Linked DNA regions of Zea mays: region 1 is linked to region 2. Evidence: chromatin contacts called from public Hi-C data. All regions are on one chromosome and are shown on one strand. The core of a region is the stretch at or near the end of the contact, and the rest is flanking DNA. Distances in the headings are between cores, read along the strand shown. Region 1 holds the start of LOC103639817 (probable CCR4-associated factor 1 homolog 11). Region 2 holds the start of LOC100285316 (acid phosphatase 1).

The links. Hi-C and Micro-C count contacts between places; a contact is called where the count stands out from the background.
Region 1: a contact with region 2 is called in a Hi-C map of endosperm, with 2.7 times the contacts expected there. The contact joins the promoter of LOC103639817 here to the promoter of LOC100285316 in region 2. A contact is called at or near these places in 3 of 25 Hi-C or Micro-C datasets (ear, endosperm and tassel).

Annotation. Positions count from the first base shown.
Region 1 is chr9:23,249,963-23,254,100 of Zm-B73-REFERENCE-NAM-5.0, reverse strand. It overlaps LOC103639817 (probable CCR4-associated factor 1 homolog 11), which reads right to left and starts at 1,892. Exons shown (of 1, transcript XM_008662516.3): 1 at 937-1,892. The coding sequence starts at 1,890. The coding sequence ends at 1,015.
Region 2 is chr9:22,834,552-22,838,620 of Zm-B73-REFERENCE-NAM-5.0, reverse strand. It overlaps LOC100285316 (acid phosphatase 1), which reads left to right and starts at 1,335. Exons shown (of 3, transcript NM_001158209.2): 1 at 1,335-2,031; 2 at 2,342-2,551; 3 at 2,692-2,996. The coding sequence starts at 1,520. The coding sequence ends at 2,869. LOC100502447 reads left to right here. Exons shown (of 2, transcript NM_001357793.1): 2 at 1-195. The coding sequence ends at 35. It overlaps LOC100272427, which reads right to left. Exons shown (of 8, transcript NM_001359711.1): 8 at 3,280-3,540. The coding sequence ends at 3,409.

The DNA.
Region 1 (4,138 bases), core at 643-3,142, 410 kb before region 2:
GCCTGTCGGCGCGGCATGCAGCCAGTTGGGCCGAGCTGTTGAGAGTGAGGGTGGGCTGGCAGGGAAGAATTCGGCCCAGTATGAGTTTTTCTTTCTTTTTTTCCTTTTTCTGTTTCCTTTTAGATTCCAACTTTTTGAATTCAACCTTGTGGCAAATTTGTCCTCATATTAAATATTCAATTTAAAAATACCCATATGGAAAGAATTTATTTATTTATTTATATTATGTAGTATTTTCTATTTCCCTTTCTAGGTTATTTTCAAATTTTCTAAATTGTAACTTAGGTTAACTTTCCAATTTGGACATTAATATATTTCTAAATGCACAAACAAATAAATCCAACATGATGCATAGTTTATTTTAGATATTATTAGTTATTTGTTCCCTTTATATATGGTTATTACCATGTTATAATGAGTGGTGCAAAAACATATAATGAGATATACTCTCTTCGTATTGTTTACAAACTGGGTATTACACCATGTGGGTGAACTATTGTACAGTGCACCCCTATATGTTCACTAAAACACCGTTTTGCATCATTTTACGTTGTGAATTGCGTTGTTTATAGAGTGTAGTTTGAATATGGGTACGTGTATGAGTAAACTGATGGAGATGGTCTTATAAGCCCATTATCAGAGACGAAAGCCCATGGGCTAGTAGGGGCATTTATAAGCCCAATCTATCTTAAGACATATTTCAGATTAGATTAGATTCAAATTACAGATTATATTAGATTAGATTCATATTTCGACCGATTGATGTTTCTACTGTGCCCAAATAACCAATTCTACCAGACAGTACTTTGTAGCGAAAAATTGTTCAGGTCGTGCCTATACTGAACCAGTTACTTGAATGCTTGAGAGTATAAAAACACATGATCAAATGCAGATCAGTCTCCAATCAAGAACTTATAAAAGGAATTCGTACAAATTAGCAGCTGGATACTGCATGCATGGCTACATCGCAAAAACTAAAACCTATCCACTAGAAAAGCAGTACTAGCTAGGAAACTAGGTGAGGTCTACGATGGTTCCGGCGTGCGCGAGCACATCGACGTTCCTGAAGAAGCGATCCATCATTAGCAGGAGGACGTCGGTGGTGAGCAGGCTGTCGGAGCCGGCGCAGTGCGCACGGCCGGCGGCGCGCTTGACGCCGAGCGCGGTGGCCACCTGCTCCAGCCCCCCGCGCATGGCACAGCATCTGGCGAGGTGCTTCACGTCGAACAGACTGTGTCCGAACAGCCGACGGACCAGGGCGAGGAAGCCGTCCAGCGTGTCCGGCAGCGGCTGGCCGCCGGTGAGCGCCTTGGCGAGGTACCCGAAGTCGTAGGAGCCCGAGAAGGCGGTCCAGGTGAGCCACCCGCAGGCGAGGCCGCTGCGGCGGAACCCGGCGGCGAAGTCTTCGGGGTCGATGCCGAACTCGTTCAGCATGGTGAAGTCCATCCCCTGCTCGCGGAGCATGGCGATGGAGGCCGGCGCGTGCGGGTGAAGCGCGGGGTCGAAGCCCCGGATGTTGAACTGCCACGCGATGGGGAACCGGCCGGCGGGGCCCGACAGCGCGATCCCGACCTGGAGCAGCTTGAGGTCGTCTACGTTCCGCTTCACCAGCTCGTAGCTCTCGCGCGGACCGCGCATGTACCGCGGCAAGTTCGAGTCGTGTACCGCGCCGGGGAACTCGGTGTCCACGCACACGCAGGGGTAGCGCGGCAGCACCGCCGATAGGTTGGAGAGCTCTTCGTCGAAGTTGCTGGCCCAAACGTCGCGCACGGCGGCGTTCATCGACGCGCCGATGGACGTGAAGACCAGGGGTGGCGCCATGACGTAACGGGGACGGCTGCATGGCGGTGGCGGCACGTGGATGAGTTCCGACTTGGAGTACATCGGCATTGCTTCAGGTGGCTGTGCCTTGTCGAGACGTTTTGATCTTGGAAGTTGGAACGTGGGCGTGGTGCCCTGGTTTTATAGGTAGGGGCGTTCGGACATCACGGGCGTTCGGACATCACGGGCGTTCGGACATAGGCGAAGCGGACCACCTTTCGTCAAAGTTTGCAACAGATTTTATCTACAGTAACAGAACAGGCGCCCAGGTTTGGTTTTCTTCCGTCCCTATCACATCGGACTCAGAGCACAGAACAGGCATCATGCGAGGCTAAACAAAGGCCATGTTTGGTTTTAATTAGTGCTAAGACTAAACTTTAGTCCTAGGACTAAAATTTAGTCCCTACATGTTTGGTTTTAGAGACTAAATAGATTCTAAAATCATTAAATACACTGTCCAAAGACTCAAATACCCTTAGAATATACTCATAATATTAGTTATCTATAAAAAGGTAAGGGCAACATGATAATTATGGGCTTTTAGTCTCTTTTAGCACCTATGTGAAGGACTAAAGACTAAATCATTTTAGTCCATATTTTAGTCCTAGTGTTTGGCAAAAAAGGGACTAAATGGGACTAAAAACTAGAGACTAATCTTTAGTCCCTCTAACCAAACACCCCTAAAATCGGTAGATAAGAAAAGATTATTGCATATAGAAATTAGTGATCGTAATTAGAATCTCAATGTACACCCTTCATTTTGAATATTTTTATTATACTCATCAACTTATTTTTTTAATACTGGCCATCTACAACTATTTCATCCAGATTATATACTATTTCAATATTTAATTGTTATAAAATTCTTGTTATGCAATGGTTGGCCGAAGCAGGCTAAGAGTATGTTGTTTTAGACTCTCTCCATAAATGCCCTATAACATTTTGTATCCTAAATTTTAGGGGCATTCTCGTCTTAGATGTCCAATTGTATCCTCTAAATCTAGGGGGCGCCGTTGGATCCTCATATATAGAGTTTCTCTCTCATCTATCCATTTTAATACTTTAAAAAATAGATCTAGCAAAACTAAAATATGTATAATATATTTAAGAGTATGATAAATACATACGTACAAAAAATAAAAGTAAATTATGTCTCCAATATAGGTATTTTCGCATGGAAGACGCTGCAGGAGAGGAATGAGATACAGAGAAGATAATCTTCATAGGAGAACGTAAAGGATGGATATAGAGAATCGATATAAAGAACGTTGCCGAAAATAGTGTTAGCAGAGTCTGGAATTGGACTATAGGCCAGGACGGTGGAAGTGGCCTGCTCAATGTAGTTTTGGCTCCAAATACTTGCTATTTTTCTGAAATTGTAATACATTCAATGTATATATAAAGAGAGAAAAAATTAAGGTGGAACTATGGCCCACTTTGCCCCACCAACTACTCGTTCCGCCCCTGGTTTACAACAGATTTTACCTACAACAAGAATACACGTAGGAGTTTTACACTTAACTGTTTGAACACAGAGAGGTGAGAGACATGTCGGGGGGGCAACATCCGGATGAACGGCCTAGTTCTAATCAATTGTTCCTGACACTCTCGTGTGTATAGGTGTATCTCTACTACTTAATAAGACGGCAGTGTAGACCATTGCATGCCCCGACCTGCCCTCCCCCCTCACCGTCGAACAGAACCATCGCATGCGCATCCTTGCCCCTGAGAATCCTGCTGGACCACGCCGAGTTTCGTGCGTTTTTGACGTCGCGTCCTCCACCGAGGTCCCCATCCTCCCCTCCGCTCTGCAGTAGCCGTCACAACCACCCTTCGCGATGGCCACGGAGCAACTTGCCAGTCGTCCTCGGTGGCCACGTCCGCGAGAAGCCTACTGCTTCCTCGAGCTATTTACACTTGTGCCCCTCTCGTTCCTCATTCACTTGCCTGCAATCTCTATGCTAGGGTTTCAGTTGCTCGGTTCCCTGTCCTCACTGCCGCCGTCAGTCATGGTCCGGCACCTATTTACACTTGTGCCCCTCTCGTTCCGCATTCACTCGCCTGCAATCTCTCTGCTAGGGTTTCGCCTGCTCGGTTCCCTATCCACATTGTCGTCGTCGGTCATGGTCGGGCACACGCTATGGCGGTTGGTCGTGGCGCACTGCCTAGGCCACGTCCCTGTCGACGAGGCTAGCGTGTTTGTGGTTGCCTCCACCACGCACTGCGCCGACACCATGGAGGCCTGCCACTACGTCATCTTCCCCACCATGTCATCACCGTCGAGCACCTCCCTATAACGCGAGAGGCCCGGTCCAGC
Region 2 (4,069 bases), core at 86-2,585:
ATGACGCAGAGGAGAAGTATTTCGAAGAAGATTAGGTAGTAATAGGCCTACTGTTTTGGTGCCTTGGATGCAGCGCCTCGTCTTATGTGATGGTTATGTTTGGAAACTTGTAGAGTTAGCATGTGTTTTGTATATAATGAACAGATTGTTATGTTCAGAACTCGAGAAACCAAATATAAAAAATCCAGTTTTTGTGGAATATCACTTTCAGATTCTTTCTCTGATCTATTGATCCAAACTTCTTATGCCTGTGGATCCCTTTTGCCCTCTCAGCAGGGAGCAGGTTTCTTCCTTTGCATATTTTCACGAAATTTGCAAGTGAGGCTGCCCAGCATCTTGGACAATGGGGGAGGTTCAGCCGCAGAGAGTTTTGAACGGAGAAACTAGCCAATGGACAGAGGAATGTCACAGTCCACGGTAACGGTGTGATGCTTGCCCACCGACCACCGGCGTCGGTCGCACCAGCCCACCAGAGCAGCTAGGGACGCGATCGTCTTGCCGTCTGCCGACCAAAGTAAGTACTCCCCGTACGTTCCTAGCAATGACTAGCGCTACCGTATTTAGTAATTTAGAAACTAAAATAAAATAAAATTTATGGACTAAAAATTAGTCTCTAGAAACCAAACATCTCTTACTTTTTTTATTTGATCTTCACCAAAATTAACAACCAACTAATTGTAGGTAGCTAACCATATGCCGCTAAGCGTACATGGAATCATCATCAGACGTATCAGTTTTGTGTCTGCCGATTTGGGATTCATGAGTGTTTTGCCTTCTCGTCCCATATCCTGCAAAATCCCGTAAAAATTACCGTTCTCGGTGTAGAGCGGGATACGAAAACCGGTCCGGTTTTTAGTGTACTCTGATTTCAAATTTGAAAATATAAAATTCAAATTTTAGTCAACAAAATGGTTTTTGGAAAGTACAAAACGAAAATGTAAGCCTTGGATTCAGGATAGATAGATGTGCTATCTCTATATCTATTGTTGAGCTAAAATTCCTGCACATGTTTTCTGACGCGGTCCCGCGGACGCCGTCGTCTGCGCCGACCAAAACATAGCACGGACGGCGCCAAGACTGGTGTACTCCGCCCGACCAGCGCGCACAACCAATCCGTAGCTGGCACGTCACAACCCAGGTTGCCCCGGCCCGAAGAATCCTCCTCCCTCAGATTCGAATCCGGCCCGTGTCTCTCCTCCTCTTCTCTTCTTCTGCGACCCGCACGAGGCAGGCCTCTTCCTCTCTCTTTGGCTCTTTGCTTTGCTTTCCCCAAACCGTCCTCTGCTCTGCTCCTCCCGCTCCCTTCCCGAAGTCGCCGGGAGCCACAAGCCCACACGCATTCCCCTCCCTCGCGCTCTCTCCCCGCTCCGCTGTCACCAACCCCGCCTGCCTATTTACCGGCCGCGTCGCCCACCGCCGCACGCCTTCCCACCCACCCCCGCGCCTGCCTGCTCCCCGACACCGGGGGCGCCCCCCACGACGCCCCGGCCCCGCCACGGCGGCGACAGCAAGCCGGGACATGGCGCGCGGCGGCCTCGCCCGCCTGCTCGCCACGCTCATCCTCTTCCTCCTGCTCGCCACGCCCCTCGCCGCCGGACCTTCACTCGCCGAGTCAGAGGCGGACCTCGCGCGGGGCACGTCCGAGGCAGCGCCGGACGCGCAGCAGCACCTCCTGCCGCGCCCGCTCGTCATCGAGCTCCCGTCGGCGCGGGCCGGGGCCGAGCTCGACGCCGACGCCGACGCCGACGCCGTGGTAACGGTCGACGTGCGCTGCGCCAGCTGGCGGCTCGCGGCCGAGGCCAACAACCTCGCGCCGTGGGCGGCGGTGCCGCCCGAATGCGCGCCGCACGTGCGGGACTACGTCACCGGCTCCGCCTACCGCTCCGACCTCGACCTCGTGGCGCGGGAGTCGGCCGCCTACGCGCGCGCCGCCGCGCCGGCCGGCGCCGCCGACGGACGCGACGCCTGGGTGTTCGACGTCGACGAGACGCTGCTCTCCAATCTCCCATACTACGCCGAGCACGGCTACGGGTGAGTGAGCTGCCCCTCCGCCCGTCCGTGTCCGTCGCTCTCGCGTCCCCACGTCCACACAACCACGCTGCTCTCCAAATTTGCGATTTTGTCACTCTCAGTTTTAGTTGTCTGTTATTATATCTTCTCGTGTCTATAATTAGTGGCACCAGCTGTGTTTATAATTTGTAGGTCCAATGATATTCCGGGGAAACCCATAAATCAGCAAAATTACCAATGTCTCGGCAACCACACACAAAAAAAAAACCCCGCTCCTCCATGGGAATTTGAAGGTGGTCTCACTTGATTTCAAATTTAAATAATCCCGCAGGGCCGAGTTGTTCGACCACCACAAGTTCGACGAGTGGGTGGAAAGGGGCGAGGCGGCCGCCATCCCTTCCAGCTTGAAGCTCTACAACGAGGTCCGCGGGCTGGGATTCAAGACCTTCCTGCTCACGGGCAGAAGCGAGGCGCACCGAGGAGTCACGGTGGAGAACCTCAACAAGCAGGGGTTCCATGACTGGGAGAAGCTCATACTCAGGTATACCGTATACACCTCGATCTTGTGTGCTGCATTGCCTTGTACTTCTTCAGGATAATTAATTGGTTTGATAAAAAAAATGAGGATCTTGTGGAACCCTGAGATGTGCGTGCCTCTCTCACTCTTTCCCGGTACCACAGGGCAGCAGGTGACCGCGAGAAAACAGCGACAGTCTACAAATCAGAGAAGAGGGACGAAATGGAACAGGAGGGTTACAGGATCCTAGGCAACTCCGGCGACCAATGGAGCGACCTGCTGGGATCTTCCATGAGCGCTCGCTCTTTCAAGCTCCCTAACCCAATGTACTATATCCCGTGACAGAAAGAAACTGGAGAACAGGGCGGGTGAAAGGTGCTCTGCGTTTACTGGATGCACATTCTACCAGGCCCTCGGCTGATGATGGAAAATGAAAAATAATTTTGCAATGGAATTAAACTGTACAAAATGCTTTTCTCCAACTTCGTGTAGTACACATTGCCTGTAATGTTCGACGGTAACGACAACATGCGAATAATTGACCAGGCCACCAGGGATATGCCTTGAGTCGACAAGTGCAGGGTTGTAGACTCGTAGCGCGTATATTCTTAGAACTAGAGCAAAAACAGAAAGGTGCTGCTACGAGGGGTTACTCATGCATCAGTACCGCATATAAGTAGGCGGCTGACAAAATCGCATACTCGTCAGATAAAACGACGACAGCAGTAGTAACCATGAATTTACTAAGGTGTGATAACAACAGTATGTAAATACTCTGGCGCGACATTAGTTCGACAGGAAATGTTCCAATTCTTTCTTCGGTTGAAATCAAGAACAAGTCAGGTACAGTGAAAAGTTCACAACGGAAGTGGAGGGCAAATTCACTGCACCATGGGATCAGGGTTCCCGGCAGCAAGAATATCAAGCAACGAGTTCTGGGGCTCCAGCTCGTCGTGCCACAGGGGTAGCTTGTCGCCAGGGTAGAAGTTCCTCTTCACGCCATCCGCATTTATCTGCGGCATAACCAAATGAGTTTGTTTTTCTGAACTAAGGAAAGGTCCATGCCGCAGAGAGCACAAACAAATATTGGAAACGCCAGTAAGAGGCAAGTATAAGCAAAACACAAACACAGTTTGCAGGCCACTGCACTCTTCCAGACTGAAAGTAATTGTTTGCTAGGTAAATCTCAAGAAAATGAAAGGTGAGCAAATGGATAGAATGAAAACTGAGTAAACGTATTGAATAAAAATTGAGCAAATAGATATAATTCAATAAGGGGATGCTGCAAGCAAGTGAACGAATCAAGTAAAGTAACAGAAGATTAAACACCTAAACGGTATAGCAGTCTAGCAGCATTGAGATCGAGTATTCCAGTTGATCTTGTACCTTCGTTCTAATTCATTTTGATACAATCATTTTTTCTTAGTGGACAGATGAATGTATGGCACAAGGATTCAAATGTTCAAACATCACGAATTTCAGTAAAGCTGATTAAGTTTCACTTTGAAAGCTATCAAAAGCATGATGCTACGTGTACGTGCC